2 separate regions of the Phocoena phocoena genome follow, and region 1 is linked to region 2. The links are chromatin contacts, called in public Hi-C maps. All regions are on one chromosome and are shown on one strand. The core of a region is the stretch at or near the end of the contact, and the rest is flanking DNA. Distances in the headings are between cores, read along the strand shown. Region 1 holds the start of NPL (N-acetylneuraminate pyruvate lyase). Region 2 holds the start of RGS16 (regulator of G protein signaling 16).

Region 1 (4,128 bases), core at 1,231-3,730, 180 kb after region 2:
ATCTCTTCCATCTGGCTGTGCCTGAGTTGTATGCTTTTATAATAAAGCGGTGATTTAGTAAGGAAAATGTTTCTCTGAGTTCTATGAGCCCCTCTAGCAAATTAATCCAACCCAAGGAGGGGGTCATGGGAACCTCTGATTTACAGCCAGTTGGTGAGAAGCACAGGTATCAACCCGGCTCTAAAGTGGCAGCTGAAGTGGAGGGCAGGACTGAACCCTTGTGGAATCTGATGCTCTGGGTTAACAGTGTAAGAACTGAGTTAAATTACAGGATACCCAGCTGGTGTCAGGGAACTGCTCCTTGTCAGTGTGGGAAAACCCCCTCCCTGACACACATACATTCAAATTGGTTCTAGAACCTTTCAGCAACCTCCCAAGAAGGTGAGTGCAACCTTTCTGGGAAACCACCCTTTACCTCAGTCCAGGAGCCTGGCTCCACATCCTGATCCAACGATGGAACATGTGGCCAATCTGATCAATTACAGTGCTCTATATCCCCCAAGCTCTTTCCTCTACATCACCGAGTTTCAAACCTGAGTTACAGTGAACAAAATATGATGTGGAACCCCAATATTTTTTAAAAAACAAAGGAGAGTTGAAGGGAGTCAATGCCTCCAAACCCCACACTCCTGGCCTGCAGGTGGACAGACACTATGCTCTCTGCACTGTGGGAAAATAAAAATAAAAAACAAAGAAATAGGACCCGGTGCCTGCTTGGAGCACCATCACAGTGGTGTTAGGGGGCAGGAAACAAAAGCATGAAAAGTTAATAAAGGTGATTAAATAATACTGGATAACAAGAGATGAAATGTCACAGAGCCCTTGCCACTCATCAGAAAAGTGTCAGAGGACTTTAGGCCAGCAGTGAGATTTTATTGTCTCTCCCTTCTAAGGCCTACTCAATTGTCTAGGACAGGTGTCACCTCCCCCGCAGGAAGACTTTCCTGAAACACTCTCTTGCCTCATCATGCACACACTTACACATAAACACACACCCACTCAACTAGCCCACTGAGAGTCTCCCCTCAGGGTTTCTTAGCATCTTTGCACAGGTCTGTATATTTTTTTTAAAATAAATGCCTTTCCTACAATTCACAGTAGAGGCTGTGAGTTTCTTCAGGGCAGATAGTGGATACTGGGATGTGCACTGCCCTCCATTCTAATGAGACTCTTTCTACCCTCCCCTCTTTCTTTCCATCTCTCCTTCCAAGGGTGTCAGCCCTCTATGACAACCTAAAGGCTCTCCCTGCCTTTTCCTGCTCCTTCTCCCCAAAAATCTCCCTGCACAGCAACTCCCATTTTAGCATCTGCTTCTTAGCAAATCCTAACACATTATAATAAGGAACTGCTGTGTACTACCAAATATATATAAACATTTATATAAACATGTATTTATTTATAAAACATTATATAAAATATATTCAGAATACTGGCTTTTTGGCTGACAATATTAACCCTAATGGCTTATATCTTTTGGGTGTTGAAATACTTAATTTTGCATATATTAAAATATGACTAAAAAAATACTAACATTGTCCCCTTGGAATATAATATTCTTTTTAACACTACAAAACAAATAGGTGTCACTAGGACTCTTTCTTCCTTCCTTCCTTTTTTGCAGGATAACAGAATAGCAGTTAATAGTAACAGCTCCCAGACTACTTGAAATCAACCTACGGCTCAACCACTCACTGGGTCTATGGCCTTTGGCAAATCACTTAACTGTCTAAACATCGGTTTCTGATCTATAAAATGGGAGAATGCGTCCTCATCTGTAAAATATGAATTTAAAAAATAGTACCCACCACACAGAACTGTTTTATGAATTCATTAATGAATTAATTTCTGGTGCTGTGTGCAATGAAAGAATTATCCTAATGGATATAAAAGCACTTTGCAAACCAGAAAGCACTTTGAGAAATTCATTTTTTTCTAAATGAAACAAGCATCAGCCATTGCCTTTTATAGAAATTTGAGGTTAATTCACATCAGCAAGAGAAAGCTGAGGACTTGTTTATGGCTGTGTTTCTGATTAACACAGCACTTGATATTAGAAAATAAACTCTTGACGTTCCTGCAAGTGGACCACAAAATACCTGTTGTTGCAGGGCCCTGGACAGAAGAAAAGTTAAGACGGAAGAGAGCCCAGGACGCGGAAGTGCTAGGAAAGGCCTAGCAGAAGAAGGGGGGCTGCAGCAGAGCCGAGCCGCGGGTGAGCACGCGCTGCGGGCACCCAAGTGCAAGTTCAGATGCTCGCAACTATCAGGAAGCTGCGACTGCGCGCCCATGTTCATTCAGGCCCCGGCGTTCGGGGGCCCCCTCAAAAACAGGGAGCTCCACCTTTGCCTAACGCTTTGGGAGCGTGGGGCGGCGCTACAGCCCCAAGGCCCCGGGGCGGGGCGGGCACGTGGTGCGCGGCCCCGGCGATAAAGAGCGCGGTTGGGAGCGCGGCGCGCAGCGGCGGAGGTGAACCAGCGGCGTCTGGGTGAGAGCGGCAACGCAGGCGTGGACTGACGGACGGACGGACGGATAGAGACTGACCGACAGCCAGGGAACGGGGGTAGAGGGCCGGGGCACTGGACTCGGCGGTGGGTGAGGCGCCGACGGCCGGACGCAAAGGGCAAGACAGGGGAGCTGGGAAATGGAGCCTGAGGAAGTGTGAACGTGACACCTTCCCGGCCCGGACGAGTGTCTGTACGGGCGGGGTGGAGGGACCCACTCCCCTGGATTCTGTCCAGACCACAGAGCCGGGCCCTAAGGATCCTTTTTTCAAAATGATCAGAGGCAGCCACTGGGGGGAAGAGAGTTTAGTGATTAAGTGTGATACAGTCCCTTCATTTGATGGGAAATTGTATTTCTGCATTTTTGTTTGTTTAGGTTCTCTATTTGTTTCTTCCTTTCCAAGTATTAATATTTCTCTCTCTAGTGATTCCTCATGCCCAGAGCTGCATCCTCCTCCTCCACCTTCCCCAGAGATTTTTTTTTTTTAACTTTTACCTTTTAAGAGAATTTGACTTAGGCAACCTGAATTCTTTGCACTAAGGGTTCTTGTCTGTGGATAAAGGTGTAAGATTTCGAGAGTAATAGGCCCTGCCCAAGTGTTTCAGTAGTAACATTCTAAATTCATATTAAGCCTTAGGCTGGAGAACATTCTATTTGTGGGTTTTTTTGTTGTTGTTTTTGTTTTTTGCAGTACGTGGGCCTCTCACTGTTGCGGCCTCTCCCATTGCGGAGCACAGGCTCCGGACGCGCAGGCCCAGCGGCCATGGCTCACGGGCCCAGCCGCTCCGGGGCATGTGGGATCTTCCCGGACCTGGGCAAGAACCCGTGTCCCCTGCATCGGCAGGCGGACTCTCAACCACTGTGCCACCAGGGAAGCCCTCTATTTGTTTTTGATACAAACTATGACGAATTTGAAAGCATAACCTTACCCAGTTTTTATTTAAAACTCGAATTCACAAAATCTGGATCATTCTCAGTTACGGTTGTTGTGATTTTTTACCCCATCTCTTCCTGTAGCAGTTTCACAGTTTACAAAGCCAGCAGTCTTTGCTCGTTTACTTGGTGTATTGCTCTGTGCAAAGACAGATTTTTGAAGCTGTTCTTGCCCCCTGATGGCTTACACTCTAGACGGACGAGCCAAAACTACCTTGCTAAATATCTCTTATGTAAAGTTTTTAATGAAAAACAAACGTTTGAGGGAATTCTGAAGAGTAAGAAGTTATTTTCATTTAGGGAATCAGAGAATGTTCTCTAGTTTTTAAGGTGAGTTCTGAAAGTTGGTTATACTGAAGGAGCTGAAGTGGGAGATGTTGCCATTCCGGGTGGGAGAGCCGGACAAGCCAGCACAAGGTAGGTAGCAGTGGGGACCAACTGGGCTAGTGCACTTCGGGTGTGAAGACATCTATATGGAGACCCAGACCATGGAATTTGGTATTTGTCCTGGGGAAGCTGGGAAGAAGTTAACTGGCCTTTTTCCGGCAGGGCAAAAGCAAGATCAGAAATGTCTGAGCTACCGGGCGGTTACTCTGGCAGCCTGACTATTTTGAAGAAGAGAGTTGAGATTAGGGCAGTGACTCCCAGGCCCCATATCTTTAACCAATCAAACTGTATTTAAGTGCACTTAAT
Region 2 (4,495 bases), core at 877-3,376:
AGAAGAAGAAAAGACAGCAATTGTAGTTAATGGTCTATTTTTAGGATGTAATTTTCTCCAACAAGGACCTGCCTTTGTATTCTGAATAGAGGCTGGCACACTAGGGGATCATTATTATTATTACTACTACTGCTATTTTGCCCACACTTTTAGCATCCTCAGGCTGCCTCCCCGGCACATGGGCACACACGTGCCATCCACAGACAGGACACAACAGGGTCCCACTCACTCTTACTGCTCAGCAGCAAGTCAAATGACTCTCTCCACCCCAACACGTCTTCTGAGAAGTTTCTGCTAAAAAAAAAAAAAAGGCAGGATTTTAATTAAAAAAAAAAAAATCAACAAACTACTGCACAGCACAAATCCTAGCCAGAACGCTGATGGAAGTTGTATAATTCACACAATTGTATAATTGGATAATTATTGGAGCTGATGCCTCAAAATCTTAGTTGGGGTTCAGGGAAATAGTCGTGTTTTCTAGAGGACAGCTCAGTAACCAGAAACCAAAGCAGAGAACTTCTGGCCCTCATTAAATATCTAAGACTGTGTTCTTCACTGTCCAAAATTCTTTCTAGCCCCCTGACTCTCAGAGCTTGTTTTGTATACTTTCTTAAGGAAATAAGGGTCTTATGAATAGAGGTTATGTCTACCCATAACCCCAGAGCCTAACGCAGCACCTGGCACAGTTGATGGTCAGTATAAAAGGGCTTCCAGGTAAAGTGCATGTCAGTGGAAGTAGTCACTAATTTAAAACCCTCCAGTGGCCTTGGACCCTGCCCTTGCCCTGGTTGCATGTGCAATGACATCTCCAGGTGCGAGAGTCTGGTAACTAGACATTCAGGCCCTGGGTATCTTCATTTGTTGGTGGAATTAGAAGCCTGGAGCCATCCATGCAGTCTCCCATGAGCCAGGCAGCCCTAGCAGACCGGCTATGACCAGCTCCATTACAATCTCTAGGAAAAGGTCACCAACGTCCACGCTGACATGTCCTAATTTCTCCTGGTATTTTCCTTCTCAGGACTCCTTTCCTGAATCTGGCTCCCTCCCTCTAGGGGCCCTAGGCTGTTCAGCAGGACTTACCCCTCTTTACTGTGTTTACTGTCCCACTCGAACTTGCCAACACTCCCAGTACCGGAGCCCAGTTCTGACTTGTGAAGAAAGATCCCCAGCCGTGTCTTGAACTCTTTGGCTCTGGAAGACAAAGCACGAGCTTGTGAGGATTCTCCACTCGCTCAGCCAGGGCAGAGAGATTTATGAGGTCCCAGAAGAGCTCAGGTTAGTGTCACTCAAATTCCAGCCTTGGGGTTCCTGGGAACCCGTAACTGTTCCCAGGGCCTAAACGTTGCCTCTCTCAGCGGTATCATGAACCCAGAAACAATGAAAGCAATATTTAAGCTGTGCCTCGGTAGGTCTTATACTTTCTGGGTCTACAGTACAGCACACATGGGCTTTTGCCTACTTAAGTCACACTGATCCATCTTTGTGCCTGTTGATTAGCAGAAGGCAGGTCAGCACTCTCTTAGACTTGTCACAAATATTTCTGGAACTGTGTGGAAGCTGATTTCTGCCTTCCTCTTTACTTTTTCCTTCCCAGCTCCAGCGAGGATTGGAGTCGGTGAATAGCTCCCTGGGAAGCGGGCACATCCCTCACAGGGGGGGCTGCTGAAAAACACTTCCCTGCCTTTCCAGGGCCAGAGGGCCCCTAGACCTATGACTTAGAATGAAAACCAAGTGCTTAAGAAACCGGGGAAGACTCGGTTCTGCCTGGTGATGCCACCGTGGTTTTCCTGAAGCTGGGTCACCTGAGTAGAAGTGCCACTTGTCAGAGGGTGGGGAATGGCAGTAAGCAGTGGTTCCTCTGCTTCCCTTTGCTTTGCCTTCTCCGTTCTCGTCGCCCATCCTTCTCTAAGACTCGAAGGAGGCATCTGAGAACGTGGAACCAAGTTGACCTCTGCCTCTCGTCACTTGCGTCCCATTCTCCAGCCCACCCAGGTCTGCAAGCCTGCCGCCGCTGCACTCCCTAAGGTTGGTGGGACTTGTTCTTCCTCCAGGCAGCTGGACAAGCTGCTCTTACCTCTCCAGGCAGTTGGTGGGGAAGGCGGCCAGGGTCCGGCACATGGCTGCGGGTGCAGGGCAGCACGTCGTGTGGAGGATGGTGACGGGCTCCAGCGGGCACCGCAGGGCGCGAGGAGGCAGAGCAGCAGCGGGCAGCGCCTGTCTGCTCAGATTGGGTTTATTCAACTGCTTGCGCCGAGCCAGCGGCTTTTATTGCCTTGGAGGGGGCGTGGCGGGGCTGCGCGCCGCCGACCAATTGGAGAGCGGTACTGAGCGCGGGCGAAGGCGCAGGAGGGGCCTGGAGCTCGACGGGGCGGGGCTCCCTGCCCGGGATGCGCCGCTACCCTCGTGCAACCTTCACACCACGGGGGTGCTCACGGGGCTAACCCCCTCCTCTTGGCGGACACCAGCGTGGGGAGGGAGAAGCGGCAGAGAACTCACACGGAGAAGAGAAGCGCACACCCAGTTTAGTAGGGGGAAAAAAAAAAAAACCACCTTCTGCCGCTAGTAAAAGCAGGAAACCAGCTCAGCAGTGCCAGGAGGATTGGTGTTGAAGTGCCTCCTCGGGGAGGCACGCACGGTGTCGAGCACAGCCTGAGCCTGAGTCTGTTGGGTCCTGCAGGACCGGAGCACAGGATGCAAGCCAGGCAAGAGAGCATCATGGTTATACTGATAACTTCCATTTACTGTGCTCCTACCCAAATGGCCACGGGTCAACTAAGTAAGCCCTTTGTCATCATCACCTCCATTTTATAGATGAAGAAACTGAGTCAGAACGTTAGAGAGACGTGCCCAAGATCAGAGTTAGAAATAGCAGACAAAGGTTGGGGGTGGTGGCTGGCTTTATTGAGCATCTACTATGTACTTTTTTTTTTTTTTTTTGCAGTACGCGGGCCTCTCACTGTTGTGGCCTCTCCCGTTGCGGAGCACAGGCTCCGGACGCGCAGGCTCAGCGGCCATGGCTCACGGGCCCAGCCGCTCCGCGGCATGTGGGATCTTCCTGGACCGGGGCACGAGCCCGTGTCCCCTGCATCGGCAGGCGGACTCTCAACCACTGCGCCACCAGGGAAGTTCTACTGTGTACTTTTTTACTAAGACTCGGGTTAAATAACTTGCTCAAAGTCACACAGTAAGTGTCTTGCCAGAAGTCAAATATGAATTTACCATGCTTTTTCACTGCCCCTCCGCAGATTAGAATCCCACCACCTCCGGAACCAGTGAATGATCCTGCCTTTAAGCAGTTGCTAGCTAGTTCGGCATCCTCATCCCTGAGATAAAGGTAATAAATGCTCTGCCTCTCTCCTCACTTTCCCATAAAGGCATCACAGCCACCCCATTGCCCCTCACTTCCCTTTGGGATTGCTGTTAAGAGGCTGCACTTGAAGTTAAGAGTGTGCCATCTAGGGATAGATTTCTCAGTTTCAAATCTGGGCTCCACTATTTACTGATGGGAGACTCTAGGCGAGTTTCTCAACCTTTCCATGCCTCTGTTTCCTTGTCTCTAAAACAAAAACATGATGTGCTTATTTCCTAACGTTGTTGTGAGGACTAAAGAAATTTAATTCTTAGTTTGAATTCCCCAGGAGACGGGAAACTTAGTTCCTCGGAGGCAGAGACTTGCTGGGGAGAGTTCTGGGAACTAAGAGGGTGTGAGGGAAGCAGGGTTGGGCAGAGGGAGGAAACGAATGCCGGAAGCTGGTCCCAGGGGGTGCTCTGGAGTGGGATGACTATTCTGAGCAGACCCGCAGTGAAGCAAGGGGCCGGGCCTTTGTATCCCACATCAACAGTTCATTGGACGGCCTAATTTTAAACAAGGCAATTCCCTCTGTTAAGGGAGAGACGGCTGTGAGCCTACAGCAGCCAGCACCCTGGTCCCAAACACATATCTGGGAGACACACCACAGCCCCTGTAGCCACACCTGGAAGGTGCTTGGGACAGAGCTCAGCTCGTAGTCAGCGCTCAGTCAACCTTGGCTCTCAGGTTTACTTAGTAGGGTTACAGGGGTTGCTAGACAACAAGGAAAAGTAGCAAGTTTTTTTTGTGACTCTCGGAGTTTAGGTGTTTATTTCATGAGGGGCGTTTAAGAGTTGCTATTCCTCAGCGGCGCCTGGAAGTAAGGGTCGGAAACCAGAGGTGAAGAGGTTCCACCTGACAGAGCTCAGTGAGAAGTCCCAGAAAAGCTGGTCAGGGAAGGAAATGGGAAAACCACAGAGGGGAAGAGGAGAGGAAGGCCTGTGAGAGAGCCGCTGAGGGACCGCTATAGGAAAAGAGGCCCAAATCAGAAAAATATGGGGGGTCTTTTGTCAGAGCAGATTCCCTTGTTAAGCCAGGGCCTGCAGAAGGTGATCCAGTTAGTCAAAACCCAATGCTCTCTGAAGCCAGAGCCGAACCCTCCCCAGCCTCCCGGTGGTTAGTGGAACACAGGGACAGGCGAGGCAG

Evidence for each region. A called contact is a pair of places that touch in the nucleus more often than the background predicts.
Region 1: a Hi-C map of kidney shows a contact between it and region 2, with 6 times the contacts expected there. The contact joins the promoter of NPL here to the promoter of RGS16 in region 2. A contact is called at or near these places in 2 of 2 Hi-C or Micro-C datasets (kidney and lung).

What each region holds. Positions count from the first base shown.
Region 1 is chr1:138,571,840-138,575,967 of mPhoPho1.1, forward strand. NPL (N-acetylneuraminate pyruvate lyase) reads left to right here and starts at 2,481. Exons shown (of 12, transcript XM_065876683.1): 1 at 2,481-2,485.
Region 2 is chr1:138,395,022-138,399,516 of mPhoPho1.1, forward strand. RGS16 (regulator of G protein signaling 16) reads right to left here and starts at 2,127. Exons shown (of 5, transcript XM_065875247.1): 1 at 2,075-2,127; 2 at 1,081-1,191; 3 at 230-294. The coding sequence starts at 2,118.